2 separate regions of the Hordeum vulgare genome follow, and region 1 is linked to region 2. Evidence: chromatin contacts called from public Hi-C data. All regions are on one chromosome and are shown on one strand. The core of a region is the stretch at or near the end of the contact, and the rest is flanking DNA. Distances in the headings are between cores, read along the strand shown.

Region 1 (4,729 bases), core at 829-3,328, 210 kb after region 2:
GCCATAAAGGCTTCAAAAGCAGACAAGAAGTAGAAACCAGTTACTTGAGGTACATGCTAGCGCGAGAGAGGACTCATAACCGCGCCTCATATAATGCATAGTTCTGCTCTCACTCATAGTGATATCTCTTCTCGCCTATATGATTGTTTAGATGGATGAGGATGTAGTTGCAAGTATTCGAGACTTGTGTCGCTATTTTCGAGATGATGACGAGAGACCACTTTGTGTTGGATGATGATTATGATGATGACATGATTTGATGATACTATTTGTATGTATATGCTATGTTACATTTGTATGTGTATGATGATGACATTTGCATGTGTTAAAGATTATTGTATAAAGCCTGTTCAAATACAAAACAAATATACAGGAAAAAATAGTCAAAACCCCTACCAGTAGCGTGGCTTAGTAAAGCTCGCTATGGCTACGCATGTATAGCAGCAACGTGTTTATGTAAAGATCACTACTGCTACGCATGTATAGCAACATCGCGTTTATGTAAAGCCCACTGCCTCTACGCATGTATAGCAGTAGCGCGTGCTAACACGCGCTACTGCTACATTTTAGCTATAGCGTGGGTGGACCCGCGCTACTAGTAAAGGTTAGCTGTAGCGCTGTATCAGTAGCGCGGGAGCCCGCGCTACTCATACGCCTAAAACCCGCATTACTGCTAGGCTTTTCCCTAGTAGTGCGTGAGCATGCACCACCACTCGCATTTTTTCTTCTTATCTCCAACGAGAAGGCCCATCCATATCTTCTTCCCCAACCTCTTCTCCTACCTCGAGTGCATCAAACCAAATGGCATTGCTCCGCCACCCTAGCCCCTCTTCTTCTCCTCACACTTTCTTTCTATCTTTCCTCTACAAGGCACTCCTTTGCCGGAGCATCGTCACCACCATCCTGAAGGAGGACCGGTGTGGATAGGCATGACTAGGCATGACTGCTGCTTCCACAAGGTTAGCTACAAACGCCGGTATTGCATACAACAAGAGTTCCTGCAACAACGATGTTGTTTCAGTGACGGCTGTGACGGCATGGCGTTTTCTGCAACATGGTTTTATTGAATAAAATTGCAATAAGGGGTTTGTTGGAAGAATACACAAAAGAGGTTGGAGATGTTGCACTTTTGCAATTGTGATCTTGTTGTAGGAATTATGTTCGCAACAAAAATCTTGTTGCAGGAAAACAAAGATTTTTTTTGCAAATGAGATGTTGCAGAAATGAGGTTTGCAAATGGGGCTTGTGGCAGAAAATAGAAGAGTGGAACCCACGGCTCACATCATATAATTGGACGGCTTGGAAGGCGACGAATCTTTTAAAAGATCCGCCGACAAACATGTAGGAGGCCTCAACAAAAAATATATAACATGTATGGATAATAGTAGCCACCAATGTATTAAAACTATATTAAACCTGTATTTGGAAAAGGTATATATGTGTAATGTTCCTAATGTATAATGTCTTTTTCATCGTGTAAGAAAAATAGTAGTCATTGAAAAATTTGTCTAAATTTATTAATAACTTATTTGAAACATGTTAAATATGTATTTTAAAAATGATAAAAATTATGTATAAATAATGTTCCTGACATATAACAAATGTACAATGTGAAGGAAAAAATTATACATAAAAATTTATATTTCAAAATAAAATAGAGAAAACAAATAAAAAGTAAAACTTAATAAAATAAGAAAGAAAAATAAAAAACCCAATGAAAACAGAAAAATAAAACACACCAAAACCAAAGTAATGGAAGGAACAAGAAAAAAAATAAAAACTAAGAAGGAAACGGAAAAAGATTGGTCACAAGTGAGCGAACCAAGATGAACGAGCAAAATAGGTCAGCTAAGACTGTACGCCACGAAAGCTTTAGGCCGCGCTTGGCATGGGGGGTCTTTCAATACAACCGTATTTAATTTACAAATGTAACTTACCGAACTGTAAAGAAAACGGGTTGTAAAGTAAACGACCGTCGGAGATCTGTATTTTCAATACAGGTGTATTTGTTGGGAAAACAACAATCCAAGCATGGCCTTAGGCGAACCACAGCTAGTCTCGGCGGCAAACTCTATTTAGTGCCACAGGCGCCGGTTACACGCAAAAATGCTAACCAGCGCTTGCAGCGCTACATAATGGGCTGGCCCATCTAGAAATTCTTCATGAACTTTTAGGCCGTGGACTGTTTTAGCCCGTGAACTTTTTTTAAAATCTGTGAGCTTTTTCCAAGATACATGAATTTTTTTCGAAATTGATAAACTTTTTCGAAAATCGATGAACTTTTTTAAAATCGGTGAACTTTTTTTAAAATCAGTGAATATAATATAAGATTCATAAACTTTTTTAAAAATCAGTGAACAATTTTGAAAAATTGTTGGGATTTTTTCCAAAATCGACGATATTGTTTTCGAATTATGTGAACTTTTTGAAAATTAATGACCTTATTCGGAAAAGTCAGTGAACTTTTTTTCATAATCATTGTAGTTTTTTAAAAATCTAAACTTTTTGAAAATTCTGTAAACTTTTTTCCATTTTTTAATAACCAACGCATTTTATATGGACCGGTTTATAAAGATGGGGGCTCCAGGCGCCCATTCCCCTAGTGGCGCCTGAAGCACCACATAGGAGTCTGAGTCTCGGTTTACGCTAGATATATAGCTCTCGGGACTGGAACTAGCTCCCCGTAGGGCGTACGCGGCTAACCTAACTTGCCGGCTCAAAAATAAAAATATATTGTACTCCCTCGCTCTAGCTCGTTTTATTTCTCATTAGTGGAGCGTCATCGATTGGCGTCATTTGAAAGGAAGTTGTGTGTATATTTTCATCTAAAAATATATAAAATCCTTGCTTCTTTCTAAAAAACATCTTACAGAAAATCCTTACTTTCATCTAAAAAAGAAGTAAAAAAGAAAAAGTAAAAAGAAAGTTACCACCACAGTCTACCAGCGAGCGCCACTTTGCATAATCCTCCATTTAGAAAATACTTTACGTCCTCATTTCCATCTAAAAAATACATTTAAAAGATAATCCTCACCTTCATGTAAAAAGAGTTGTCAAAAATTCTTATTGCAGCCAACCAGCTTGCGCCATGTGTCATGCACTTCACGCCAGCCTTAATGGGTTTAATTCTCGCTTGCTCATTAAAGAAAAAAGTTCCAGCTGGTTTGGCGACGTCCGTTATGGTATTCTTATAGATCTAAAAATTTCATGTAATCAAAATCGACCATGATTTTTAGGGATTTTAGAAAAATGTTTCAAAATTTAAAAAGTTCATGAATGTATAAAATATGCACAAATTTGGAAAACAACCAGAATTTAAAAAATATTCTAAATATAAAAAAAATGTGCGGATTTATCTTAAAGATAAGCACGTATTTTATAAAAGTAATCACTATATTTTAATAATCACGAATGTGCAAAAAAGGAATTTCAAAATGTTCATGTTTAAAAAAACGAAAATAAAAAATAGAACAAAACAAACTTAAAAACGACGAATAAACACAAAGAAAAATACGGTCTGAACGAGAAAATAAACCATTCATGATTTTTCGAAACTTCAAACCCATAAAATCACTAATTAGGAAATATTTCTTTGAAAGGTCACTCTCAGATTTTTTTAATGATGATAATTATCGCAACAATATGCTTTTGCGGGGAAGCACAATTGTACTCCACGGTCTTGGCAAACGAAAACTATAAAAACATTTAAAAAATAAGAGGCAAGCCAAAAATAAAAACCACAAAATAAAACTCACAATGGGGAAGCACCCACGGTGCGCCACGTAACGTTACTAGGATGCATCACATGGCATGTTGGGGCGTTCCCACGATAAGGGAAGTATTGTCCGCTCGGGTATCTGCCAACTACTTGCTCAAGAAAACCCTATCATTGTGCATCTACATAGGTCGGCCCGTTAGTTTTAAGGTTTGCGCGAACATATGAGTAACACTATATTTGACTCGTTAAGCGTAATGTAGGTGTTTTCGTTGGGTGCCATGTATCAATTGATATGGCTAGTAAGTGTGTAAATGCAACCACATCTTGACGAGTACTATAATGAGATGCGAGAATTAGCATGCATAGAACATATATTGTGATAGTACTAAAGTAAACTATGAGAATTGACATGCATAGAAAAGGGTACAAATAAATCTAGAATCTAAATTAGTTATAAGAAATAATATAATTGAGGATTGTGTATTTGCGTGTATAGAGAAACCACACGAGTAATTATCGAGGTAACTCCAAATATGCTTACGCAATTTTCATGGATGCTCTATAACTCCATTGTGGGTGTACTTTAGCAAATGTACCAAATATTGTGTTATGGAAACCAGTATTGATGCCCCGGATTGAGTACTTCATAGTGCAAAAAAGTTTGATGGAAGGAGTCAATAAGTATAATGCAATCATCGTGGACATGACCATACATGTCCAAGACTGATTACAGTAATAAATATGACATCATGACTTTGTTGACATGGCATCGACACTGATAAATTATGATTATATGGTCCCAAAAAACTCGACTCAACACTTTTAGGTTTATATAAGGCTCAATATTTCACACACTAAGGGCTTAAATTTCAATTTTAAATGTAACTACTTGCAGTCCACAATTAACAACAAATGTATCAAATATTGTTGCTTGGATATTATTTCTTGTCTGTGATCATATTGCATATAATTCAAAAGCTAAGTACCCCGAGGGGGTAGTTTGGCCACTTA
Region 2 (4,642 bases), core at 1,336-3,835:
CAACAAACTCGCAACAAATCAAAGGTGTGCGGGAGACCTAGACTTTCATGCCAAGATTGCACAGTTAGTTGGGTTCTGCAGCAGCAGCAGCAGCAGGTGAGAAATGAACGGAGCCCAAGAAGATTCTTGGTGTGCACTCCTGCCATCCTGGTTTTCAGGCGACAGATCATGATCAGATTCTTGGTGTCCCAACATCCCAGAGCAGATATTTGGTCAGGTGAGGAACACATGAAGCTTTGCTTGATACAGTAGGTAGGAATAGGATCATGTCAAGTTTCTGATAGGTTCTTGATAGGATGGCGTCTAGTTATGGTCAGGATTCAGGACCACCTCAAGTTCCAAGGGAAGGATGAGGATCCAAAGATTTTTCTTCAGTGCTGGAATCCAGAGAGCAGGAAACAATTCATGGCTATCAATAACTAGGAAAATGCACCTTATTTTGCTGGAGAGAAACAAAATACGGGCACCATCACAAGTTCAGAATCTACCTGCAACTGGCTTTCAGTTGTACAGTACTGTATCAACCAAGAACAGTTCATCCTCCTTTTCTAAAAAAAAAAATCAACCAAGAACAGCATCAAGCCCTATGTAAAGCTGCACTGTGCTTAATTGATGAAATGGAAAATTGCTCATCGAGAGAAAGTCTGACGCTGAACATGGGTAAATTCTCTGGGCGAAAATTGCAGCTCTGCCCAGCTCTGCCCCAACCTTTTAGATTAACATATCCGCAAAATTGTAACTAGTATAACCTCTTTCCGATGTACTTACATAATAACAGCCAGAGTTTCATCTCAAAGCACTCAAGGCTTGATCTCCCTGCATACAACAAAAAAGACTACACTACAATCCTGTCTCAGGAATCTCTCAAGATATCGCCCGAGGAATCGACCCGGAAACTCTGAACAAAAACTAATATAACTTGTTGATCATTTCCAGCCATAGCTCTCGGATCTGCCATCTTCTTCCTCGCCGCTGACCGTCACCGATGAGGCAGCTACGCCTGAGCTTGACAAGTGTAGGGGGCCCGGAGGTGACCCCCCTGACTGGGAGCTGCTTTGCTCCTGAGTTATCCAGAGCCCTCCCATGAGCACGATCGGCCGGTTGGCTACCGGAGATCCTGGCGCCCTTCGGTTGTGCAGACGGTATTTCTGAACAATAATACAGGATTCACATTAGTGTCAATGCAAATTATACGTGAAAGCCAGTAATAAATTCCATCATTACATGGATAGAAGTTTGTGTAAGATGGCGGTGAATTGCTCACCTGGAGATGGCTCTTCACTTCATCATTGGTCAGGCCATCCACCTTCATCAACTCCCTGATTTGCTTTGGAGTAGCAACTGCAATCGTGCCAAGAAAAACAACCATGTAAGCACTCAATAATTTGCTAGTATTATATCTAGAGATGGAAGGAAATTTCTGTGATTTTTTTGTGAAGCTCTCACCTTGGGGCCCACCGAGTTGGTGCAGGGCAGTGACGAACTGGCGGTGCAGCTCCGGCGACCAGCACCGCCGCGCCTTCCTCGCTTGCTGCTGCTGTTGTGCTGTCTGTTGCGACTGAGCCTGGAGGCTCATGGAAGGGGCAGCCGGCGCCAGGGCGGCCGCAGCCCTCGCCGCTTCTTGCGCGAATCCCACAAGCTGACGGCGGCTTTCTTCAGCGCCGCCGGTAGCAGCAGCCAGAGAGGTCTTGATCGGTGCCGGCGACAGAAACGGCAGATCCGGCATCCGAACAGCCTTGTCGTCCTTCCTCAAACTCGGCGGCGCGAACGCCGGGGCACCGGAGCCCACGGCCTTGAACGGCAAGACAGCGCCGTCATGAGATTCCGGCTCCGAGGACCTCCTCCTCTCATCCTGCTTCTGCAATCGTAAAAAAAGGCGCAAACTTTCAGAACCCCAAACGAAATGAAACCACAGGATTTAATGATCATAAATGCTTCAAGCACGCGGGCAACCGAATCACCGGCCGGATCCCATTCCTACCTCGGAAGCATCGTCCCCTCGGACGGAATCGCCGGTCCAGAGCTGCGCGGTGCTCATCCAGTTGCTCTTGTCGCCTGCGCCGGCGTCCTCCTTGTTCTCTCCTCGGTCGCCACCTCTCTTCTTCTCCTCCACCTCCTTCTTCATCACATCAATCACTGCGCAAACAACCAAACCACGTCAAGAAAGGCTCCCCAAGAAGAAGAAAACAACAAATTAAAGGGATAATAGCTAGCAGTAGTAGCAAAAGCAACAAGCAAGAGGTTTCGCTCTCACCGTCAGCGAGGAGGCGTGCGCAGAGGGGGAGCTCGCGCCGGAACACCTCGATCTTGCTCTTCTCCTCCTCCAGCCTCCGGATACAGTCGTCCATGGCGGCCGCCGGCGCTTCCCTGGCCCGCCCCAGGCTCTTGGCCGCGAACATCTTCAAATCCAGGCTCAAATCTGCGCCCATGCCGATCTCTCCTACATCCAGACCCATCGGGTTGGGTTTACAACGGACCGGAGCTCCAAACGGAATCTTTACTGACTTGTTGCAAGAGAAAGTATGAGGTGGATGTGAACTGGAGGGAGGAGGTGGGTGAATGGGGACGTTTATATAGATAGAGGAGGAGAAGCATTCGGAGAATCTCGAGAGTGTGTGCGAGGATGAGACGAGGACGATTTTTCACGTCACCTACAGCCACGGATAGCTACAATGGACGCTAGTTTCCACCAAGGCCCTTGGGGTTTACGGATTTTATGCTTTAGCTCGCTTGCCTATGCATGCCAACAAATTGAAAATGTGTCTGGTACACACTTTCAACCAGATTGAGATTTGTACCATTGGGGTCAGAGAGAAGATGCTAAATGGTTTTTTTGTTCAGGCTGTTATAAGAAAGAAAAAATTGGTATTAATTGAATATGTTGAGTTTTGGAAGCAATTAATCGTAAGCGTCAAATACGTGTGTATCTTATCAAGGTAGTATATCTGTCAGATACGATAGACAGGGGATACGTACATAAATTATGAATTTAATTGTATATGTATCGTTCTATATTCTGGATTTGTATTAGCTGGATATATTGATTTGTCAGGATATTCATGCGTATGCGGCGCTAAGGTTATATAATAAGTTTGCATTCATTGTCTTTAAAAGTGTATCGTTGGTTTTCTTTTCTTTAATTTTTATGGTTAGTACCTATAACTCTATCTTCTGAATTTTGTGTTTTTACAATTTTATACTTCTTGTGTGAACATAGTGTGTTGCGCTCATGTGTCAAGTTCGTTATTTGTTGTTGTATGACATAAATGGCTCTCTAAACTGTTCTCACTTTAGTTTCATATACTGCTACACATGCCTAGCTTAGTGATCATGACATTGATCTTTGAATCCATAGATGGTGTCACGGACGGATCCAATCCAATGGACCACCTTGGGCCCTTTATGTACGTTGTAGCAATTGCTACAGTATTCCGCTACAGCGTAGATTGGATTTTGGGCCTCAAGCCCCCGGCCTGACCCCGTGTGGGCCTAGATCCACCACTGGATGGTGTGTCGTTTACATCCTAAGTGTGGTCTAGGTATGTTTAGATGGTGGTCTCCTGGTTGTGATGGTTTCAACAACCAGAATAGGTAAAAGTATGCCATGTCTTGTATAAATAGTTATCACACTTGTTCATGAGCTATCTTCTTGTGGAAAATGTATATCTCACATATGGACACTAAAAGTGTATCTACCATACAACCTAGTAGAATATATGCATCATATCCATGTAAAAGTAGCACTTGACAACTATGAAAATGAAGTAACTTCAAGCACAACACCAATTCCATAATTAAATTGAGAGACTTTGATATTTGTCTCATTAGAGTAGTGAAATCATTTCTCAATGGCATATGCATCAGTTTTTTGAAGCAATTAATCATAAGCGTCAATTACGTGTGTATCTTATCAAGGTATATCGGCCACATGCCATAAACAAGGGGGGTATGTGCATAAATTACAAAATTCGATGTATATGTATTCATTCTATATTTTGGATTTGTTTTAGCTAGATACATTGATTAATTAGGATATGGATGAATACGCGGTGCTTGGGTTACATAATAAGTTTGTATTCATTGTCTCGTAAAAGCGCGTCATTGGTTTTATTTTCTTTATTTTTGCGGTCGGTTATTACAATTTTCTGTTGATTTATCTTTGAATTTAGTTTGAGTGTAATTTATGCTTCTTGGGAACACAGTGTGTTGTGCTTATGGGTCAAGTTTGTTATTTGTTTTTATATTGGTTTTGCGACTTGTAACACTTGACACTCATACCAACATTGGCTTCTAGTGCAAAAAACGACATAAATTGTTCTCTAAACCATCTTCACTTCAATTTCCTAAACCTACCTAGCTTGGTGACCATGAAATTCACCATTGAATCCATAAATGGTCTGTCTTTTACATCCATAAGTGTGGCCTAGACATGTTTGGTTGGTGGTCTCCCAGTTGTAAAGTTTTCAACAACCAATATATGTAGAAGTATGATATGCCTTATATAAATAGTTGTCACACATGGGCATATGGTATTTTGTTTTGAAAAATGTATACCTCGCATATGGCCACAAAAAGTGTATCTACCACACAACCTAGTAGAATACGGTATCATGTCCATGTAAAAGGTAGCACTTGACATCGT

What was found. A called contact is a pair of places that touch in the nucleus more often than the background predicts.
Region 1: a Hi-C map of leaf shows a contact between it and region 2, with 4 times the contacts expected there. The contact joins the enhancer-like site here to the promoter of LOC123426316 in region 2. A contact is called at or near these places in 6 of 6 Hi-C or Micro-C datasets (leaf, seedling and an unstated tissue) and 1 of 1 datasets of contacts at active chromatin or transcription factors (embryo).

Annotation. Positions count from the first base shown.
Region 1 is chr2H:372,613,538-372,618,266 of MorexV3_pseudomolecules_assembly, forward strand. No RefSeq gene overlaps it. Among protein-coding and RNA genes, the nearest start is that of LOC123430108, 49 kb to the left of the region's middle. Within about 2 kb of position 2,079, at least 2 of the 3 cell types and tissues checked have open chromatin away from gene starts, as enhancers often do. A contact at or near this core is called in leaf, where this site is marked.
Region 2 is chr2H:372,401,882-372,406,523 of MorexV3_pseudomolecules_assembly, forward strand. LOC123426316 (transcription factor NIGTH1-like) reads right to left here and starts at 2,586. Exons shown (of 5, transcript XM_045110128.1): 1 at 2,255-2,586; 2 at 1,982-2,136; 3 at 1,447-1,858; 4 at 1,265-1,341; 5 at 725-1,148. The coding sequence starts at 2,456. The coding sequence ends at 927.